2 separate regions of the Gossypium hirsutum genome follow, and region 2 is linked to region 1. The links are chromatin contacts, called in public Hi-C maps. All regions are on one chromosome and are shown on one strand. The core of a region is the stretch at or near the end of the contact, and the rest is flanking DNA. Distances in the headings are between cores, read along the strand shown.

What was found. Hi-C and Micro-C count contacts between places; a contact is called where the count stands out from the background.
Region 2: a contact with region 1 is called in a Hi-C map of petal, with 4 times the contacts expected there. The contact joins the enhancer-like site here to the promoter of LOC107909848 in region 1. A contact is called at or near these places in 4 of 34 Hi-C or Micro-C datasets (anther, leaf, petal and 1 more).

What each region holds. Positions count from the first base shown.
Region 1 is chrD02:55,758,750-55,765,191 of Gossypium_hirsutum_v2.1, forward strand. It overlaps LOC107909848 (teosinte glume architecture 1-like), which reads left to right and starts at 3,992. Exons shown (of 3, transcript NM_001327023.1): 1 at 3,992-4,229; 2 at 4,669-4,805; 3 at 4,877-5,500. The coding sequence starts at 4,018. The coding sequence ends at 5,457.
Region 2 is chrD02:55,831,281-55,837,722 of Gossypium_hirsutum_v2.1, forward strand. No RefSeq gene overlaps it. Among protein-coding and RNA genes, the nearest start is that of LOC107908276, 25 kb to the left of the region's middle. Within about 2 kb of position 4,136, at least 4 of the 9 cell types and tissues checked have an H3K27ac peak or open chromatin away from gene starts, as enhancers often do.

The sequences.
Region 1 (6,442 bases), core at 2,742-5,241:
TTTTATTAAGTGAGGAATTATTGTGTCGTTAGACAAATTTATTCCCATATTATTGTGACATCATGCCACTAAAGAATACTCCAATTTTTTTTGCATTCTAAGCAACATATATTACTTTCAATCTTAATAAAGGGACAACCATTACCATATGACTGGAAGTTCGAATTTCGAAAATCTTAAGTATGAGATTGTTTTAGGTTTTTTTTAAAAACTAATAAGTTGGATGAGCTATTTATAAGTTTTAAAATTAGGGTTCTGGTAGGGTTTTAAGAGAACCTTAACACTCATGGGTGACGGGTCAATTTAAATATTCATTTCTTTTTCAAATAATCGACCACAAATAAAGATGTACAATTTTTTTAAATTTTACAAAAAGCTAGACACTCATGAGTGTCAAGTTCGTTTTAAATATTATCCACATGTTAAGAAAATAAGTTATATTGTTACAATTTAAATTTAATTATTCTACACAGAGTTCGGCACTCACCGATGTCAAGGTGTTTCAATAATTCCATAATAGTTATTCTAATTCTAATGAGATTCAAAAAACTTAATGGTGCAATACATTTTATTAAACTCTGACACCCATAAGTGTTGGGGTAACTATAACAACGTATATTCTGAAATTTAATTTTTAATGATACCTATTTTACTAAATGATAAAAGAACCTATTATACTTACGTACAAAAAGTGAATAGCTAGATCGGTGCAATTAAAATTAATAGTGGAATATGTTATTTGGATACAAAGTACAAACATAATAGTGATTATAAGATGAAAATGAAAATATTAATTAAATACATTAATATAAAAAAATTGGCTATATGTCTTTTTTTTAGATAATTATTTAGTATATAAATTATAAATATTTTAAAACTCCATAAGTGAATTTGAGATTTTTTTATGTAAATTTAAGTTGTATTTAAATAAATATAAATAAATAAATAATACAAAATCTCATCTCCTTTGGTGGAGTTAGAAAATTTTGTGTATCAAATAATTATTTTTATAAAAAAATATTTAAAAAATTAACATGTATTATTTTATACATTAACAGTTTTAATTAGTAAAAGAATTATTTAAAACTTATAGGTAATGACTTTTTTAGGGTTAAAGCGGACAGCCTAATGTCCCCTCTCTTACTCCATCATTATTCCATTTGTTGCTGCTACTGATGAAGAAAAACATCATATCCAAAATTACAAGTCAATAGAAGTATGGGTTAATACACTGAAAATCAAAATATTACACTTCAATTTTGTTTTATTTATTCCAAAATTAAATTGAACCCAATAGTCATGTTAATGGCATGATAAAAGGTTCCCAGGTGCAAAATTGGGTTCCAATATGATATAATCTCCCTCATTATTATATACCCAAATTAATATTTTCTTTATTATATAATCTTTTTTTTCTATTTTACCGAATTTCAGGTTTTGGCACAAAATTTAAAATAGAATCATGCATGTGCTTTTTCATGTGAAATAAAACAAATTCTGAAATACAATTGAATAGTGAAGTATAATCAAAACAATTTAATTCATACAAGAATCTTTTTAAAAATTCATAATTAATCATTTAACCGTCTAATTTTATAAACATAAATTATTTTAAATTTTCACTTTTTTTAATTTTTTAACTTACCCACCTCAAAATAGATAAAACAACAACAACAAATCATCCTAAAATTGAATTTGGGAAAAAAACATATTTTTTAAGAAAAATTATAATTTAAAAAACTAAAAATATATGATAAAATCAAATTAAAATAAAACTAAATAACCAAGACATTCAACAAAGGACAAACAAACAAATAAAATAGGAACCGGAAAGTGAAACACAACACATAAACCTTTTGTACCTTTTTCTTTCCCCTCTCCGGATAAAAGGTTGATACTTAAAAAGCAATTAGAACACCCTGTCACTTTCCTTGCCACTCGTTTCTTTTTTTCTTTCCAGCAACCATTATTTTTGAGTTTCATTTTATTATGCAACTTGTTTCTAACTTTCAAAGCTCTCTACACCTATAAAGTAAGCTGGAAACCTTACATGCTCATCTCCTTTGCCACTTTCACTTCTCTCTCTTAATCTCCATTGTTGAATAAATTATTAACCCTAGCTTAGCTTTCATAGATTAAGAAGCTCACAATCCCTTTCTTAAATGGCTATTTATTCTTGTGCTCAAAAGTAGTTTTTTTTTCACTTCACACTTCTTCCCGTTCCAACTTTTTTTTCTCCTTTTTCACAGCTTATCTGAAACTATCATTGCAGAACGTGCCCAGCTTCTGTTAGATTTCTCTCAGGTACCCCTTCACCCTTTTACTTACCTCTTTATATATGGTAAGCAAAATACTAATTCAAAGTGCTTCATTCTTTTTAAGAAATTAGATGTAACTCTATACTTTATGTTTATAAAAATCGTAGGGTTGTTTTAGGGGAGAAAGTTTAGGTCTCTTTATTACTTATCTACTAAATTTATTTTAATAAAATTTACATTTGTTACTGTTTGAGATTTACGTGGGTTCAACCTTAAACAATTTTAAAAAATATAAATAAAAATAGACGTGATATAAAAAATATTTTATTATATTTTTTAAACCGTATATATCAATTTTATAAAAATTAAATAAATGTATTTAATAGTAAACTAAAGTGGTTTCTTCTGGTCGTTGCAATGATAACTATATGTCACGGTTGAAAAAGACCCATATGGGCTGTGCCCCTCTTTTTTAGTAAATCAACGGGGTTTAGTATATTCACCAACCTTTGCTCCAAGTTTATAAAGTGAAAAAGTCTCTACTTTGGGAAATACCCACTTAACCTAAGAACAAAAAAACAACTACTAACATGTTCTTTTTGGGGTTCAATACAAGTTCAACATTTCCAATGAATTATTATTTAAGCCCAATTGGGATTTTAAAAAGTTTTAAGAGTTTTGTTTCAATATAAAAAGGAAAAAGAAAAACACATTGTGGCAAAGGCCTTTCTTTGTTTTCCAAAAATATCTTCCATGCTACTTGTGGTTGGGATGCGAGTGCCGACTCCATTGATGTCACACTGTTTACAACATTTCCAATGTCCTATTTTTAAATTCAATTCCCAAAAGCCTTGTTACCTATTAAAATTATAAAAAAAAACTATAAATTTAACTTTAAATATCATAAAAGTTGGGGGGCCTATTACCATTAAGACCGCCTTCCTTTCCTTTCACACTCTTTTCCTTGACAAATGTATGATGTTTTAAAGTTTCTTTTTAATATTCATATATTTATAAAACAACAAACGTAGATAATGAGAGTCATTAAGATCATTCAAATAGCTAAACATCTTGAAATTTTTAAATATAGTCATGTTTTGCTCTTATATGAATCATAATAACATGGCTGAACAGGACAATGGAAGAGTCAACATTAGACTTCTTTTTATACTTCTCCCATTGTAATAGCAAGTATGTTCATGACTCTTTTGACACATTTACAACTTTGCACCATCATTCCCATTCAATTTTTTTTCAAGTTATAATTCAAAATTTCATTTCTCCCATTTAAACTTATTAAGTAGTAAGTATTAATTGTCAACGACTCTTTAATTTGGTCATATATGATGAGTCACTTATAGTAGGCGGATGGATGGATCATTTTTATGAGTTTCCAACCCAACCCAACCAATCATCCCCTTCCTCTTGTTCTTCATCTTGAAATGACCCAAAAAAGGAAACAAACTTTGTAGTCCCAATATATTTTAATAAAACCCAACTCTCCGAAGTAGAAATTTAACATTTTTCTAGATTTGGTTTAATTCCCATTATTTGTTTCTAAGGAACGTTTTTAAGAGGGGCTTGAATTTACGTTATAGTTTGATTAAGGTGATGGGACTGAAGAACAAGAAATAAGAATACATTGTAATGTTTGCAGCGATATTGAGGTGTTTAAAGTCCATTGTAACTCAGCAGGTGAATTAGGAATCGCCAGCCATTGTTGGATTTGAGAGTATTGGTACCGTGAAGGGTGCCATTGATGGAATCAGCACCGTCATCTGCTTCGTTTAAAAGGGCTCGGCCGCCTGGTTCCGGTAACCAAGTACCTTCATGCTTGGTTGATGGTTGCACTGCGGACCTCAGCAAATGCAGGGACTACCATCGACGCCATAAAGTATGCGAAGTCCACTCTAAAACCCCAAAAGTCTCAATTAGGGGTCAAGAACAACGATTTTGTCAGCAGTGCAGCAGGTAACAATTGAATCGCTTTATGCAGATTGAACATGGAGTTTAATAGATTTTGCTTTCCTCAATCATTTTACTTCTTTCCATTGCCTCCTCATCTGCTGATTTTTTTTCCCTATATGGATCGATTCTTGCTTAGCAATGCGTTATTACTCCGAATTTGGGTATTTCCTTTGTGTTTTAAGGTTTATGAGTATGATTTGTTTATCTTGAGATTAGAATCGATAAAGCTGTTTAGTCTCCGCTAAAACTCTCCTTTTTCATGATGGAAATTAATTCTATCAAGTGAGAAATTCTCTTGTGATGCATCATGAAAGTTAATGGCATCGATAAATGTTCTAATGTGATTTGCTCCTTAGCAAGATTCTATCACATGCTTTCATTCTTAGCTTATTTTGTTTCATAAATGGTAAGAGTTTGTTTCTGGTGAATGCAATGTTATTAGGTTTCATTCGTTAGTGGAGTTTGACGAAGGGAAACGAAGCTGCCGGAAGCGTCTAGATGGACACAACAGACGGCGGAGAAAGCCTCAACCTAATGCTTTGACTGTAAATTCTGGAAGCTTACTTTCAAATCCCCCAGGTATGCCTTCATATTCCCATGCAATGGCTTATTTGTGATGTATTTTGATAAGAATTAGACTCTTAACGCAGGGAGTAGATATTTACTATTCAGCAGCCCCCAAATATTTTCCACTACATCCATGACCGATTCTTCGACTGGGGCGGTGAAAGTCAAAACCGATATAAGTTCATCGTTAAACTTCAGCAGCCGAAATAGCTCGTTCGTTGGAGCCTCATCTCTCAACTACAAAGGAGAAAGGCAGTTCTCATTCTTACAAAGTGCTAATTCATCACACCCAGGAGTTTCTGTTTGTCAACCGCTTGTCAATGCTAATCCTTCATCAAGCAATGGTGGCATCAGCCAGAAAATGTTGTTGAATGGGTTAAATCGAACCGTCGAGTCTAATCGTGCTCTCTCTCTTCTGTCATCACAACCGGCTGAGACTCGGGAGATTAGTTTGAGCCCTATGATGCAGTCTGGCTCAACCTCATCCTTGATCCCAAACTTGCAATATAAAGGTCTAGGAATGGAGGGGGAGCAAGTAGGAACCATTTTGGCCACTGATCAAAGTGCCAATACTGATCTCCATGGAAATGGAGTGTTTCGAATCGGACATCCCGGATCATCTGCAAGTGGTACTCACCATAGACTCACCTTCTCATGGGAGTAAATATATGCCATTTCCAACTATATGTTCAAATCATAACGTTTTTCCTTTAATTATGTAGCACTTGTTTTAGTAAGTTCCCAAGGATGTATGAACCTTTTGATATGGACTTGTTTATGAGCCATTTCCATGTACCTTCAAATTATTATTTAATGCAGGCAAATGACACAGTTCTCATTACAAGCTGCCCAAGTTAATTTAACATTGTCTCAAGGTTTCAAACACCAGATCTCAAACTTGAAAGTGATTGCATATGAAGTATGTCTTTCGCTGCAATCAGGGTATTTGAAAGAGATGTCTTTTGATGATGATGGAATTCGATTGGTTCAAATTGGGGTTTGAATTCGAGTAGATCGGATTGGTTTTTTGGATTCGGGTCAGATAGTCATATGATAAAATTTCTGGGTCTACACGATTACTGTGTTAGTGTTCAATATATTTGTCTGTATCTGAATGAAGGTAAGAAAGGTATAAAGTAACTATTGCATTTATCCTATAACATCTTAAAGTGAATTTTTTAAATGAACCAAAGTTAAAAAATGGATAAAGATGTAATGGTTTAAAGTCCATAAAATGCCTTATTTTAATTCAAGTTCATCTATTCCCTTCTTCACCTTTCTTCCAGTATTTTCCAGTGAAGGCAGATGAGAACTGAGTTAGTGTCATACAAACAACAAAACATCACAGACACAACACGACAGCAAATTAATAATAACAAAAATTCAGACCTCACGGGTCCGCGGATTCAGACAATCGCTTGTGGCAGACATGGATTTTGTTTTTCTTTTCTTCCTTAAAAGAACCCAAAAAAAAAAAAAAGAACCGTGGCTTAACACGAAATACCTCAAATATAAAGTCATTAAGAATAAAAAATATGGATTTAATCAAGTTAATGCAATATTTTTAACAGATAATATTTTAGTAGATGAAAGCGATAGTGGATCAAATTCTTTGGGTTAGGTAGAATGCCTAAATGGGGTTAGCAATT
Region 2 (6,442 bases), core at 2,886-5,385, 73 kb after region 1:
AGGGCCAAAGCTTCGCACATCACAGTTTCCTCCCAACAATCCCGAATGGCTGTATCTTAAAGGAATTTCATTCTCTATTTTCCCTTCCCTTCGCCCATTCCTCCATTCACCGTCCTAACCTTGATGCTTGAACATCGCAGTGTCCCTTCCGCAAGGCTCAGATCTTCGCTCATCACAAGTGCACTTAGCAACACCATTTGGCGTTATCTAACAAAATTACTATTTCCTAATCTTATATTCATCTAACTCATTGATAGTTTCCCTTCCATACCATACATACAATAATCATGCATACCATACAAATTATCTCTATGCATACGTCATGCTAGATGACCATTCAACTGCTATCTATTATTAAATGATCAATAAATAGCTGGCAAATTCACACAACAACATTTATTAGCCAGAAGGCAAAGTGTAGGAACTCACCTCGTTTCCTTATCCTTGTCAACTTAGCTTGTCCAATTGCCAGAGTCTCCTTTGTCCTGATAGTAGTTCTTCAATTTCTCTACTACTAGACTTCAATTCATGCGACTGAACGACGTGCAGAGCTTCCTTCAACTGCATCCCCTTTTTCTTCAGAACGACTGAAGAAAATGATGCTATGGAGAGGAAAAAAGTCATAAACAAAATTGATAAAATTCTATCTCCACTCACACTTATATATACTCCTTAGGCATGATCCTCAATGGCCTTCCCAACCATCCATTCTTAATCATGTTGTCTCCCACTACGGAACCAGTCAATTTTAATCTAACTAAACTAGAATTGGAATCCAACTAATCACAATTCAGCCATAAAATTTTTAATGTCTCGACAGGGTTCGACAATTTACTAATCTTTTCAATTTAATCCTACCTTTCCCAAATTACGGGTCAATAATAGTAATTGTGTGTTACAAGACCTTTAGACAAGAACTTAGCTACCAAGTAAACCTCTCTTGCTAAGGAGTTTCAAGACCTATTCAGAGACAAGGAAAGCTTCCATTGTAAAAAACTCAAAGATCTAGTCTTATTAGCTTCATCAAGGTGACTAAAACATTGATTTCTCCTTTAAATCTCCAAAGGTTTATGTTAGGCTTGAAAAACATCAAATGAATTGATATTTAAAAGTTTAGCAAATGAAGGCTAGAAATGCTAAAATAAATCCATATAATGGTCTATAGTGATCCAATATTAATTTTTTATCTCCACTACGTAAACCCCAATTAATAAAGAATTTTAAGGCTAATGTATAATCTTTGCAACTCCTTATCTTTTACTAAGGTTAAGATAAAACATTCTCCTCTAATGCTCAAGGATAAACTAAAACCTCTCTAACTTTTCAATGTTAAACTAGAAATCCTCCCAATTTACAAGTTGATGAAATTGTGTAAACAAAGAAACCTAGGTAAGTGTTTACAAAGTGTAAGCTCTAACAAATTAAAATAAACACTTGAATAAAGAAATGAAACTAAACTCAATAAGAGTTTAGGTACAATCAACACTCTCTATAATAGCCCTATTTGTCTGTCAAAATTTTAGATGTTATAGAGAGGTAGTTATTATACACTAATAACAACATTTGAGGTTTAAATCATATTTAATTTTTTAATTTGAAAATTAGAAATTAGAAATTAATATTATTAATAATTAGTGAGATTTATATTATATCTTTAATAAAATTTACAAATGTAATTTTATTTGTTAAATATTATTTTCATTTAATAAAATATTATGGTTGTTATAGAAAAGTAATTTAATAAAGATTGAATTTAATACTTTATAGTTGTTATCGTCATAGATGAAAATCTATAATATAAGGTAAAAATAAAATATAAAAATGGATTTTACAAAAAAAAAATTGGCTTTTATAATTAAATGTTATTATATAAAGGATTCGTAGTATAAGTTATGACTATGAGAAGAATAAAAGAAAGAATTTTGAGTTATGAGCTCATGATTTTTGAAATTTGTTCTCTTATCTTCATTGGAGAGCTCTTGAACTCTCTGCAGTGGCGGAGCCACGTTGAGGCCCCGGGGGGCCATGGCCCCCTCAAGTTTAAATTTTTTTCAATTTAGTTTTTTTTTTTGTAAATTTAAATTATGACCCTCCCAAAAATATAAGTAGGCTCCTTAAGGTTTAAGATTTTTACAATTTTTCCCTTTGTATATATATTATAGCCCTCCTAAAAATATAAGTAGACCCCTCCAATATTTTTATAGGATTAAAACTAATATTAAAAAAAAATTATTCTTGATAAAAACAAAGAGAATCTTCTTGAAGAAGCTAAATTACCTATGATGACTTTTGAATAATATTTTTGTTAAATAATAATAAAATGATGTTTATTTAATAGTTTACTTAACATAGTAATATTTTATAAGTAATATAATAATATATATAAAAAGAAAAGAAAAGATGAAGAGACTTTTACATCTTTCTTCTTCATATTGGTGCTTAGCAAGAAAAGAAGAAAAAAGAATTTCTTTATCATTTTTCCTCCAAATTTATAGTATAAGGTATGTTCTTCTTCAAACTTTTCATAAATTTTGAATATTTGAAACTTATTTTACATATATGTACCAATAGTTTTTTGTTTTATCAAGTATATTAAAAGTTGCCATTAAAAGATATTGATAGAACTTGGGAGCTTATAAAATTAAGTGAAATGTGTATGTTTTTGGATGGAAAATGATTAGGAGACGATTTCTAACTTGTTAGAAGTGTAAAAATGAAACAAAAATAGTTAGATAATGTTATAGTAAGTTTCGGCCAAAGTGAAGGGGAGAAAGAAAACCTTGGTCACTCTGTTTAAAATAATTTCAAATGGTAGCTTGTGAAGCAGTGAGCATTCTTGTGAAAACAAAATAAAAAATAGTTAACCGAGTAAAATGATAGTTATTTTGTCTTAATTGTTGGAATACTGCTTCTTTTGAATATATTTTTTTTTATGTTTAAATCGATTGTTATGTTGGAATATTGCTTCTTTTGAATCGATTATTTATATGTTTAAATCGACTGTTATATAGCACTTTTAATTTTAACTTGGCCCCACAAGATTAATATCCTGGCTCCGACAATGACTCTGTGGCATCTTTTTTATTTCTATCCTTTTGGGGCAATTGTAAGGTAAAATTAGCCAGGAGTAATTAATTCGAGCACTAAAGTTACCTTGTAACCTATTGTACCAATACATATAAAGAGGGTATTAATATAATGAAGCCAAATATTGATACTCTTAGGTCAAATATTGATATATTGATACCTCAAGGATAGGTATTTGACTACCCAATGTATGGATACTAACTGTGGGGTATCGATATTTACTATACTAAAATACCTAAAATAAACTCCAAAACACTTTAAAGGAATTTGAGTTGTTGAAGGACATAAGATATTATTGAAATCAATGTCCTTGCTTGAAAACATTTTCTAAAATATTTCATTTATTTTCTAATATAAATTATTTCAGGAATAAAATAGAAAATTAGTTTTTTAAATAAAATTAAGACTTCATTAATAAAATAAAATGAGGGAAATAGAAAACTCCAAAGAACTCCGAGGCAACTAAACCAAGCCAATAGGCTCCTCCAATACACGTGAACCTAAACACCCTCATTAGAGATATCCAGATCTATCACGAAACAAATAGTTGAAGGATGACTATCCCAAAAAGCAATAGATTAAGAAAATAAAGTCGCTCGAGCGAGGGAGTGAGTTCCTTTATTTGCACTGTCGGACCCAACACAAGACAATACCTTGGAATTTAGCTTTTATCCGTAAGTAGTCGCGTATCATAGCACCAAATTCGGAGTTGTGCTCAGCAGGCGTGTTTAGAGCTATTATAGCTTCTTTGCAATCGGATTCGACCACCTCGTGATCAATGCCCATAGAACGAAGCCAGGAAAGAGCTTCCCATATGGCAACGACTTCATCCAAATGTGGTTCCTATGTAGTAGTAAAAAAACTAGAGATGCCCTTCAGAAACATCCTGTTATGATCACGCAAAATTATCCCAAAGCCAAAAAAATTCCATACCCGGAAATAACCAGCCATCGACTTTACATTTGACCCATGGCTGAGTCGGCTTCACCCAAGCAGACTGTCGCAAACAGTTAACAGCAGGAGGCTGCTGAACTTGCATAAAAGTGGCTTGGGCGTCCTTCCTGTCCAGCAGGAATTGCACAACAAACGCCACAATCGCAGGAGCCCCCACATCAATCGCCTTCCAGCAACGTATATTCCTGTGGAACCATAAGGACCATGTAACTAGCAAACCGTGATCCCTACGATCAGTGTCCAACAATTCAAACAGGTTATCAATAAAGTCCTGAACAGTACTGAAAGACATACCGAAACCAACTAACTTTCATACCTCAACAGCCTTTGGGCACCACATACGCACGTTTAAGGCTCTCAAGCGTACCACACCGAACATACCCCAGATCCATATTACACCCTCTCTCAAGTGGCCGGCTTTTAGACGGGACGAAACCCTTCAAGCATTTCCAAGTAAACAGCTTAACATTTGGAGGCAAAGAAAGCTTCCATAGCCGATCCCAAGGGCCATCAACCGCATGAGTGAGAATAGGTGTAAAAGGTGATACTGCTCGCTAGTAACTGGAGTAGACAATCAATCGGCTTTTGCCACGTTACTGCGATCTTGGGAATTTGGGACACATCACTTGGCGCTAGAATGCCATCAATAAAAGCTTTATCCCATGCCAAGCCATCACCAGTAAGTAACTCGTTAACACGCATATCCTCTAAGCCATCAAGAGGGTCCAGCTGAACAAAAAAAGAATCATCAACCGCCAGATCATAAGGATCGACAAAAACACAAATGTCAGTACCATTGCCAAAACGCCACCGAGCACCCCTTTTTAAGCAATGCCTTAGTAGAGAAAATACTCCTCCAAATTAATGAGGGATTAGCACCTTCATTGGACTCAAGAAAGCCACACGAAGGGAAATATCTAGCTTTGAAAACTCTAGTAGGAAGAGAATCGTGGTTAGAGAGAAACCTCCATCCCTGCTGGCAAAGCATTATCAGGTTGAAACAGTGAAGATGTCGAAAATCGAGCCCCCCGCCACCCCTCCCCCCAAAGTTTCTTTGGGTCACAAAGTCGGTCCCAAGAGACCCAACTAATACCTTTATTATTAGCACCGCTCAATCCCCACCAAAACGAATTCATCATGCGCTGCAACTCCTCACAAGTCCCCAATGACAGTAAAAAGACACTCATACAGTACACCAACAGTGCTTGAGCTACTGTTTTAAGAACCACATCCTTGCCCGGTCGAGACAATAATTTATTCTTTCAGCTGTAAAGTCTTTTACTAAGACGCTCATGGATAAAAGAGAACACAACCTTCTTATTTCACCCTACTAAAGACGGCAGCCCCAGATGCCAACCATGATCCACGGGAGCCGTTACCCCAAGAATCAACCAAGCTGCTTGCTTATCCGAAAGTTTTGTGTTCAAACTGAACATAACCCTCGACTTCTGATAATTAACAGCTTGACCCGAGGCAAACTCATAAGCCCGTAAGATATCTTTTATAGTTTGGCACTTTGAAGCCGTCGCACAGAAGAAGATAAAACTATCATCCACAAAGAAGAGGTGATAAACCGAGGGACTACGTCAACAAATAGATATGCCATGCAAAGCACCCTTAGCCTCCACCTGACTTAATAAGAAACTGAGACCCTCGACGCATTAGATGAAATAGAAAATTGTTCTTAAATGTTGTTATATCATAAGCTTTATAAATCAAAACTAATAACCTTTCTTTTTTTATACAACAAAAATTTAAGAAAGAGTTGCTTTGAAAAACTACTCCTAAATCATTTACACATATTCAAGTCATGAAGCTCGGACAATCCCTAAACAAATTTGAAGACTAAATTAATCTTGCTTAACAATGCAAGAAGCATGAATGAATTTCATAACGTATGTCATATATGCACATATGAACTTCAACATAATATCATTTGATAAACATGCACAAGGATACACAGATATAATCCAAGCATGATGTTAATAAGCTCATTGATACCAGTTAATATAGAAGAAAGATTTCAATAATCAACAATTGCATACTAAGCATTAGAATAATAGGAGCAATACGAGCATATGCAATTTTAGTAATTGTCCCCTTTACTACATATATATACACTTAAGAATTCAATAATCGAGCATATGCAATATCAGAAAAATATGTGGAATGTGAGCATATGCAATTTTAGTAATTGTCCCCTTACTACATGCATATATACCTCTCTACTAAATAAATGCATCTTAAGTTTCTTATATCTTTCTCCCGTTTTGATATATCAAAAAGTATAAAATAAGCATAATATACTAAAAATTAAATATAAAAAAATCAAAGCTACCTAAATATGGAAATCTATACAAAAAGTAGCTTAGTGATACTAAAAGCAAACATATACCAAATG